3 separate regions of the Mus musculus genome follow, and regions 2 and 3 are each linked to region 1. A link is a contact called in public promoter capture Hi-C data. All regions are on one chromosome and are shown on one strand. The core of a region is the stretch at or near the end of the contact, and the rest is flanking DNA. Distances in the headings are between cores, read along the strand shown.

Region 1 (3,243 bases), core at 93-2,592:
CTCCTTCCTGCCTGGGGAGCTTTGGTTCAGAACTTCAGGAGGTTGTACAGGACTTTTCAATACCTGGAAGTCATGTGTCCCAACAGGCAGATTGCCTCACTGAGAGATGACGTGCCTCAACACCTGACAAATGCTGTCATCTTCAGACCTGGCTGGAGGTGAGAAAAGCCATGCACTCGACATAACCCAGTGGCTCATGTACTGAGATCTTTGTGTACTTAGAAAGGCATCATGGACCCAGACAGGAGCTTCAGTCCTAGGCAATGCTGCACCATGCATCTCTTGGGAACTTGACCTTCTTCTTGTCTTCACTTGTAACTGAATCTGGTCAAGTAGCTATGGGCACACAGCTGTGCTCCTCTGAGGCATGAGGCTGTAAAGGCAAATGAAGCAGACAGCACTACAGATGGCAGAGGAGACCTCTGAGAGGCCCTGAAGTATAGTGTGGAGAACATGGCCACTTCTCCAAATGGAGATGCTGAACACACAGTGTTCTGCCCCTGAGTTGAATTTGATAGGAGGAGGGGGCTAGTGGGGAAGTTCTCCCTCCTTCCAAGGAAGCCACAAAGCAGTTGGTTCTGACTTGATGGTGAGAGGAACAGGTGTGGAACATCTAGAGCTTACTACAGGTTATACCCACTCATGAGTGTAGAAGAGACCAGCACACTTTCAATCCCAACAACTGGAGCAGCTGAGACTGGAGGATCACTTGAGTCAATGACTTTAAAAAGAGCTAGGGCCAACATACATATACATATATGCATACACATACATCATATACATATATGCATACATGCATGTAGACATACATATACATAACATGCCTATATACTTACACACATGTACACATATACACATGTGTATACATGTAAACATATATAACATATATGCACATACATATGCACAAGTATGCATGCATATACATATACATGTATGTACACACATATGCCTGTGTAGATGTCTATAAAGAGGTGAAAACACTTCTACAATACTCTCATGGTGCTTTGAAATAATTTATACAGCTGTTTCAGACGTATAACTGCAGCCCCTTGGAGAATAATTATTCTTCTTAGATTCTTGGGTTATAGTTGGATAGATGCTTATTAAATGAAAGGATAAGCCAAAGAGGGAGATAGAGAGGGAGAGAAAGAAAAAGAGGAGGAGCAAGGAAGAGGTGGAGGGGAGGGGAAAGGTGAGAGAGAGGGAGGAGGAAGAGGGAGAACACCAAGCCACACACACCTCAGGCTCTTGCCTTTAGTTCTTCTCTTAGGAACTGTGTGCAGAGCCGCAGGATTCTCAGCTACTCCCTATTTGCGCTGACTGGAGCATCTTTGCTGTGTTGTTCTGTGCTAGCTGTGGGTAGCTGGAGTGATGCCACATGACAGCTGCCCACACAGGACTCTGGAAAGAATAAAACACATCTCTTCGGCCTGACACTGGAAACTACACTTCCCAGAGGAAGGAGGAAGGCCCCTGTACCTGAGTGTATTTTATTTACATGTGCAGAAGGTGGCAAGAGTAGCTACCATCATCTCAAGTCCAATGAAACCGCACGTCAGATCCTGACGGCAACTGAAAAGGATGTTTGCCACAGGCAGATGCCCCAAGCCAAGCCTTAGATGGAATCAGACTTTGAGTCTGTCACAAGAAAGAGGCTGTTGACAAACTTTAATTATGAGCTGTGTGTGGGTGGAGACGGCATACCAGAACTCAAGGCATCTGGGAAGAAGCAGAGTGGGTGACACGTTAGACTGGCTGATTCCCGCTACACATCACTCTGCAGCGCACTGACCTCCAACGCCCCACCAAGAGGTGGGGCCTCCTCCTGCTCCCACCTTCCCAGGGTATCCCTTCCTGAATAATTGAACTTCTGTCCAAATGGTTCTGTGCTCTCTCCATAGAAGCATTAGAGCCTTTAAATATTTCAAAATTACTGGGTTGTGTAGGGTCACCACGCTGGCCCTATGGATACACAAAAGCCAATGTCAGCTGATATGGGCACAGCCCTGATAAAAGTACCCTCCCTCTTCAGTTCTAGGTGAGGCTTTTGCAGTGTTCAGACTCTGACCCTGTGAGCAACTATGGAGTAAGCTAAGCATTGTGGTCTCTACAATAAGAGAATGTCTGATGGAGGAGGAGGTTGGAAAGACTATTGGATGCTCTCCTATTCCTGCAACTAGATGCCTATCGCTTCCTGGTGTGGTGACCCTGATGAGTTAGGCTTCCCACCCACATTCCAGGACCCTTTCTTTGAAGACAAGTTTAGTTCTTCAGACAGAAATTTAGAGACTCATGGGGCACATACCAAAAGGTACTGAGTGATATACTTCGACAGCACTGTCAATAATGGGGGAAGAAGCTACAAGTGCCTAAGACCCCTGGATTCCATGCATCCTTGCAGGGCACTGCTAATTGCCTCCCTAGAAAGGGGCTAGCCATACTAAGTTTAGAACGTCAGAACCCCCCAACTACTGGCCCTGTGGACACTGACACCAAGAAATATGCCCTGAATATCACCCTCTGGTCAGCAAAATGGAATAAGCAACATCACAGTTAATCCCTTCCCTCTAAAGCTTCAGGATACGTTCTTTGTTAATGAAGCCTCTTAGGAGACTCTCAAGAGGCACTGCTCTCCCTAACTTACTGAGCTTCCCCTATTAATTCTCTGTAGACTGCGGTCCCATGAAATACCCTTGAAAGGGTGTTTGGTTTTTTGTTTTTTTTTGGGGGGGGGGGTTGTTTGTTTGCTTGCTTGCTTGCTTGCTTGCTTGTTTTTGTTGTTCTTGTTGTTTTTGTTTTCCAGAATGGTATAGTGTGACTGTAGTGGCAGGTCCTTCACAGATGTGGTTATGAACATCAAGTGATTATTTTAAGGAGTTTAATAAAGCCAGAGCTGTGAATCTCAAACCAGCAATTACATAAGGGAATAAACTAATACTGTTCAGGACATTGGCCTTCTAGCGGTTCGATGACATCATGGTTCTCAGCGTGCCTGAAGGGTGTATGAGGTGTGGGACATTTGTAACATTCTCCCTTGAATGATATGGCTCTCACTACACTACAGTGAGAAAGTGACCAAAAATTCAAGGCTGGGCCTCAGAACAAAGACAAGAGGTGGTGTGATGGCTCACACACATAAACTCAGCACTCAGGTCATATCTCCTTTCTCTGTCAGAAAAAGAAAGAACAAAGAATGGTTAAGGAAGGGAGGAAAGGGGTCAATAGGAAAAAGGCTAGAGGAGA
Region 2 (3,426 bases), core at 783-3,282, 600 kb before region 1:
AAAGGCTAGAAAAGGATTTTGTATAATACCCTTTAAACTTAAACTTACAGGGGAAGGTGAGCTACCCAGTCTGGATTCTGGAAGCCAAACTGACCCTCTGGCAGAGCAGCAATGATCTGCCCTAAATTTCTAAGTCGTCTCTCCAGCTCCAAGATACAATACATTTTAAACCTGATTCTTTAACCTAGTTTTGCTTTATAAACAGAGAATAATCAAAAAATCATTTTAAATCTTGAATCTCCCAAGCTGTTAACAGGGCTATTATAGACTGGTTTAAACACGGCTTTACTCCAAGGCTCCAGGTGTTATTAAACTTATTTTCTTATGTTTGTGTCATGAAAACCCTCTCTATTTACACAGGCACTACTTAATTTTTTCTCTGTGCTTCTGCCTCCCCAATTTGAACTGGTTTTGTTTTGTTTGTTTGTTTGTTTGTTTTTTCCTCTTAGTTTATCTATGGCTACTCTCCTTAAAGACACAACCCCAGCTTTCTTCATTTATAAAGACCATTGTCATAGCGTGGATCTTGAACGTGCCCCAAGGCCAGTGTCTAAACACCCTTGGAATGATCTGGAGGTGGTGTAGGGTAGCTTAGTGTGGGGGGTAGGTTATCGGGGTGCATCACCATGTATTTCAAGGCTCTGGTCTCTTGCTCGTTTTCTTCTTCTTCTTTTTTTTCTTTTTTCTTTTTTCATTTCCAGCCATCAGGTGAGTGGTGTCTTTTCACCACGGGCTCCTACCCTGTTGTACTGCCCCACGCCAGGGCTAAAGCAACAGAGTCAGCCAAGAACTGAGCTCACCAGGACTGTGAGAGAAAAACAAACCTTCCGTCTTCATGAGTCAAATCAGCAGGAGACATCTGACCAACCCAATCATGGCTGTATCTTGAGCCCCACAAAGAGCACAGCACTGTCTTATTTTATATATATATATATATATATATATATTTTTTTTACCTGTTTACTGTCTAATGTTTTACTCTGACATTTAAAATATTATCGATTTGCTTATATTTTTGTAGTGAAACCTTCATTCAGGCTCTAGTTAAGTCCCCTCCCCCACCTCAAAGTTATAGCTCAGTGGTAGAGACTGGCCTGACATATTCAAGCTCCTGGGTTCTATACCCTGTATGAGAAACAAACAAACAAACAAACAAACAAACAAAACCCTCCACACCGAACAAAAAAAAAGCAACAAATACATAAAATAACCCCGGAGTGGAGAAATTATACTTCCTTTTGTTTTGAATGATGCATAGCAGACCCACAAAAGTGACCACACTTACTGTATGGGAAAATCCTTGATGGGATTCTGTGGGAAATACAAGGAGCTTACAGGAATACGCAGAAACCCCAGTGCTCCATTGTGCAAAACCAAGACTCGAGGCAAGCAGAGCTCAGACGCATCACACTGCTGGGTGGCCCAAGTGGCAGACCTCCATGTTTGTTTTCTGTTGACACGGCCAGATGGTAGAAGGCTAAATGACATTAGTGCCATTTCTTGAGAGAAAATTGGCTCCTTGTAAGGACAAAACCCAAGCAGGAAATAAGGATGGAAGTCAGTGTTTTGTCACCACCACCACAGTGTAGCAGAGCAAATTTGTCCACTGTGAGACAGTCTGGGAAAGGCAAGGACAAACAGTGACAGGATATAGATCCCATCTAGGTCTCTGAGGAGAAGGACACTCAGGATGCAGGGGCTGCACACCCTGGCTTTGTCTGTTTCCTTCCAACCTTGTCTAACTGGTCCAAGACTCAGCTGACCTTCTGGGATCTGTCACCATCCTCCCCTCTTGTCACTTTACTCTAGACTCTAACCTCACTTTCTGCTTCACCAAGGAAATACAAATGAAGAGAACAAAGCTTGCTCAGTCACCTCCTTTCACCCCCTAAGGACTTCACGTTCCTTGGGCACCACTGTTTCTATCCTATCTCGTCTAACAGCACCCAGATTTTTGCAGAGTCCTATCCTGACAGCACAGTCCCCAGCCCCCTTTCCCTCCCTCCTCTCTGACATTCAGTACCAAACCACTCGGAGCATTCGCTTCTGTTTGTTCTGTCTTCCCCTCTTATCATATCACCCACCAGTTGCCATCTGCCTCATGACACCAGTACTTTTCCTGCAATAATCAACAGGCCCGAAGCTCACTAAGCACATCTTTTGTTCCCAACTCACGAGGATGCTGGAAACAGCTATGGGGTGGACCATTTTAGGGTACCAGATCTAGTCTCACTATTTGACAAGTTTCTCCACTTGCTTAAGTTTAAATCTCACTTCCCTTTAAGGGGCAGTGACTATAAGACCCCTTCCCCTAAAGGATTGTCATGATGATTGGGTTAGGAAATGAGTGTAGTCACTCTAGTGACTCAGCACAGTCTATCTAGCACGCTGCCATTTAACCAGGGCTCCCTATCATTGGTCTTTTAGCGGTCTTCACTCCTGGGTGGGCCTTCCTCTTTCTGACCAACCTGTTTGCCCTCAGCCTCCTATGTCTCTGCAAGGCTACCAAGGTCCATCCCCAAACTGTCTAAACAAAGTGAGAAATGTAGAATCCAATCAGAATGAACGAGCTGAGTCCTAGATGTTATCTCTTAAACCTTTTCTCCCCAAATTTCATGGAGTGCAGCTTAAGAAACACTGCTAACTGCGTGTGACCCATAGGGGTGCCTATGCCTACACATTTTATGATATGAGGAAAGACCTCGTCTTTTTGCACTTTTAAACCAGCCTCTGGGGTTGAAATTCTGACCTCTGTTCTCCTGTTTTGCTTTTTTCCAAGTCGTGGAAAATTCTTACTGCAGCAGCCTGCCCTTTTGGGCATTGTGCAGACGGAGTTTTGATATTCCAGTCCTAGCCTGGGTGAGGTGTGCAGGTGATATATGTGCAGGCAGAGCAAAACCAGGTCTTGACTCTGCATCACCCACAGCCTTACTTAATGAAAAGCCACCAAATTCTGGGTAGCCCACAGGAAGCTTGAATTTTGGGTGTGGGGGTTCTTCCAGTGTCTACCCAAACACATGGGCTGCTTTCCGTGGATGGAGCAGGGTGTTCAGAAGTAAATGGGGTACACCCAGGGTTCCTTTCATGTTGGCCCCACACTTCAAAACATCTCTGATTTTCTTTTCTTCTTCCTGTAGTCTATGAGAAGAACATGATCAACAAACTCCGGGGCAATATGCACAATTGGTGTCAGAGTCACACTTCACTTGGCTTTACAAAGTGCTTTGAAGGTATTTTGTCTACATCAGGATTTCTCAAAATATGATGCATTACAAACAGTTTGAGCAGTACATTCTTAAGCATGTGAGAATAGGAAAAGTAATTATGGATGGAAATTATGAGGCACGTGTGCTACTATCTGCTCTGCCACGAGCCATGCCATAAGAGCTTTGCACATGCCTATGGCTCTCAAGACCTTCAGTTAAT
Region 3 (3,306 bases), core at 726-3,225, 900 kb before region 1:
TGAATGAGGAAAAGAGTATTTTGTTTTCCCAGTGAGACTTCCTTAGAGAAAACTAAATTTTTGTTTTCAAGTAGCTGTCACTTGGAGGCAGCATCTGGGTGAGGGGTGAGTGCTGTGTCCACTTCTCCTCTCAGCTGTGACCCTGTGTGGTGCAGACCAGTGAAGGCCCTGTGCATGCTGTGACTTCGTTGACCTTGGTGATTGAAAAGGCCTTGTTTTCTTGGTGTCCTTCACCCCCCCCCCTCCGCCCAACTCTTAATTTCTGTTTTCTCTACCATATGGTTCTCTGAGCACTGAGGGGTGGGGGTTGATGGAAACATCAAAGACCATTTATAACTGAGTGTTCCGAGGTCTCTCACTCTCTGCACACTGTCTGGCTGTGGGTCTCTGCGTTTGTTTCCTATCTGCTGCAGGAGGAAGCCTGTCCGATGGTGACGGAGCAAGGCGCTGATCTCTGAGAACAGCAGAACATCATCAAGAGTCATTGTGTTGCGTTTTGTTTTTTGTTTTTGTTTTTGTTTTTGTTTTAAAGTCAATATTATTTAGTTTCCCCCCTAGGTCCCTGGGCTATCTAGTTTCAGCATGTTGGTCACCCAATCAATTTCGGGCATGAATTCCATTGTGTGGAGTGGGACTTAAGTCAAATCAGACGTAGCTTAGATGCTTCTATAAACTTTGTACAACTGCACTAGCATATCTTGCAAACAGGATACCATTGTAGAACAAAGGGTCTGTAACTGGCTATACACACACACACACACACACACACACACACACACACACACACATATATATTATATTATATATTATATATTAATTATATATTTATGAATCACTTTTGAAATATCTACCGAATATATTTTATATTTTCATGTAAATTCTATTGTATCTATCAACATGATCACTTGGCTTTACCTTTAATTCATTAAGTTGTGTAAAATAGTAATGCATACACATCCCACTTCCTATGCAAAGGGCTGGATACTGTACTTAACAATCTGGAGAAGAAGCAAACATCAAAGTCTAGGGGAGGTCCCAGAAAACAGGCTAGCTCAGGGGACACAGTCGCACTGGTGAAGACCACCCTGGGGAGTCACACCCTAGAAGGGAGAGTGTAACCATACTAAGGAATCACACTTGAGGAGAGGTGAGACTACCCTGGGGAGTCACACCTGAGAAGAGAGGGTGTGACCACCCTAGGGAGTCAGGAAGTCACACTGGTGAAGAGTGGGGGTGTGGGATGACCACACTGAGGAGTCACACTTGAGGAAGGGGGGTGGCCACACTGAGGAGTGTCTGAAAGCATTGAGACTGTACATCTCAGGTTATCAGGGCTTCAGAGAAAACAGACAGGGAGAAGAGACAAGAACTGGATTCTGTGCGCAAAGGGGGAAAAGCAAGCAGATGTGAAGGGTGTGCTGTTAGAGTTTATCTAAAGATGTTTCTTTCAGAAATAAAGAGATATAAGCTTTAATTTGGATGAAATAAATGTGGTCTAATTTCCCAGAATGTAGAGGAACTCACTAATGTAGCAAGATTGGCCTTTCAAAGCAGACCAAAGACATTGAGAATTAAGATAGCTATGATGGCGTGCTTCCTTAGGTGGAAGTCCTATATGGAATCCCATACTCCCCAAATGTGACTGGTCGGTGCAGCTTGGGGCTAACAGCTCTGTTGACCTGTGGTGACCCCTGGAAAGCCCTGTGGGATAGAGGAACTCCTGGATGTCAGTCATTTGCTCTGCCTCTCTTGTGAAAGCAGTGGTCTCTGTTTTTCTTCCTTCTCTCGGCTTTTCATATTCTCTTGCATATCCTGTTTATTTGAAATGTTTCTTAAAGGATGCTCATAGTCTCTCACTGGTGGTGGTGAAGTACAAAACCCTGCTGCACAGCAAACAGAGGGGGCCAGCATACGGAACGGATTAACAGCCCTATGAGAGCCCACACGCTCTTCAAGAGAACATTCCATCTGTATTTGCTGCTGCCATTCTGGGATCTGCATACATCAGATAGGAGTGGGAAGCCCTGGGAAAACAGCAGGGTCCAAGGCACATGTGGCCAATTGCTTTTTGCCCATGGTAAAGTTCACATTTGATTGCTTTCCAGATTATGTGGACCCAGACATATTTTACTCGGTCATCCGGATCTTCCTCTCTGGGTAAGTACAGCTTAATTGGTTTCCTGCTTGAGACCTGTAGAGTTCCCCAGATTTGTGCGAGGATAGACAGACAGAAGCTTCCTAAAGTAAGAAGTATAGCAAGTGACTCAAGCTGGCAAAGTCACCACCTGGGTCCACTCTAGGAGGCTGGACCCCAAAATGATCAGAAGGAAAAAGGTTCCAACAAAGCTGGGAACTTAAATCCAAAAGGGGCAAAAGGGGCTGTCTTCAGCCACCAGAGGGAGACCATGGACCCTCTGAGAACCCCAACGTGATGACAGGGGCAAAAATTAAAGATGGGAGAGAGAGTGGGCAGGGAGAATGTGGGGAGGAGATGGAAGGGAGGGTAGAGGAGAGAAAGGCTGGAAAATGATAGCTACTTCTTTGTCCCTTGACCTTTGAGGACATAGCATTCAGGGGACCCATCAGGAGACAAGAGTCCAGGCTGTCACCTGACAGAACCATCAATGCCTTGATCTTAGACTCCCTCTCCTTCGGAGTTGTGAGAAATACAGTATGATTGATCATATTCAGCTTGAAGTATTTTGCTATGGTGGTAGCAGGTACCCTTGATTTGTCTCACGGCTATACACTTCTCTGTCTGTCTGCCTACCTCGCATGCCCCCTGCTCCATCAAGCACATGTCTTCACCCAGTTATTTCTACCTTGACAAGCTTTAACCAGGTTGCCATCCAATTCACCAACCAACAGAGCCGATTCACTTTTGAACGTTTGTGTCTTGTTGACTTGGAGGTGCCGGTGATGTTATCAGAAGCATCCAAGCTGTGCCTGGAGACAGCAAGAGACAGACCAGATGCCGAATCTATTACCATTACTGCCAAGTCCCATTGGGAGAAAAACTAAAGTGTGCATTCGTGCATGTGTGCGTGTACGTGTGTGTCTAGAACTGAAAATTTTATTTCCTTGCAAGTATCAGACTAGAGTTTTCCTGGCCTGCTAGGTCCTCTGTTGCCTCTCCCCACCATGTCCCCAATTTGACTCCTGACACAGCACTGGCACTTGGCATTTTTCTAGAATTACACATTTTCCTGACTTTTCTCTTGACTACCGCCAGAGGAAATTTCTCTTAAAGGGGCTCCTGTGGCTGTGCTCAATCTAGTCGGATGAGTCAGGGAAATTCCCACATTA

Evidence for each region. Promoter capture Hi-C pulls out the DNA fragments that hold promoters and counts their contacts.
Region 2: a promoter capture Hi-C map of hippocampal neurons shows a contact between it and region 1, with 9 times the contacts expected there. The contact joins two enhancer-like sites. A contact is called at or near these places in 4 of 39 promoter capture datasets (the C10 cell line, cranial neural crest, hippocampal neurons and 1 more), 1 of 484 Hi-C or Micro-C datasets (nephron progenitors) and 3 of 115 datasets of contacts at active chromatin or transcription factors (embryonic stem cells and large pre-B cells).
Region 3: a contact with region 1 is called in a promoter capture Hi-C map of hippocampal neurons, with 15 times the contacts expected there. The contact joins two enhancer-like sites. A contact is called at or near these places in 3 of 39 promoter capture datasets (the 3T3-L1 cell line, cranial neural crest and hippocampal neurons), 2 of 115 datasets of contacts at active chromatin or transcription factors (astrocytes and embryonic stem cells) and 1 of 9 other capture datasets (pancreatic islet).

What each region holds. Positions count from the first base shown.
Region 1 is chr8:23,640,335-23,643,577 of GRCm38.p6, reverse strand. All of the region lies in intron 2 of Gm30471 (a long non-coding RNA gene), which reads left to right. Among named protein-coding and RNA genes, the nearest start is that of Gm30471, 6.5 kb to the left of the region's middle. Within about 2 kb of position 1,342, at least 2 of the 459 cell types and tissues checked have an H3K27ac peak or open chromatin away from gene starts, as enhancers often do. A contact at or near this core is called in hippocampal neurons, where this site is marked.
Region 2 is chr8:24,241,052-24,244,477 of GRCm38.p6, reverse strand. No RefSeq gene overlaps it. Among named protein-coding and RNA genes, the nearest start is that of Gm30633, 140 kb to the left of the region's middle. Within about 2 kb of position 2,032, at least 7 of the 459 cell types and tissues checked have an H3K27ac peak or open chromatin away from gene starts, as enhancers often do. A contact at or near this core is called in hippocampal neurons, where this site is marked.
Region 3 is chr8:24,539,445-24,542,750 of GRCm38.p6, reverse strand. It overlaps Ido2 (indoleamine 2,3-dioxygenase 2), which reads left to right. Exons shown (of 10, transcript NM_145949.2): 8 at 2,106-2,157. Among named protein-coding and RNA genes, the nearest start is that of Ido2, 35 kb to the left of the region's middle. Within about 2 kb of position 1,975, at least 9 of the 459 cell types and tissues checked have an H3K27ac peak or open chromatin away from gene starts, as enhancers often do. A contact at or near this core is called in hippocampal neurons, where this site is marked.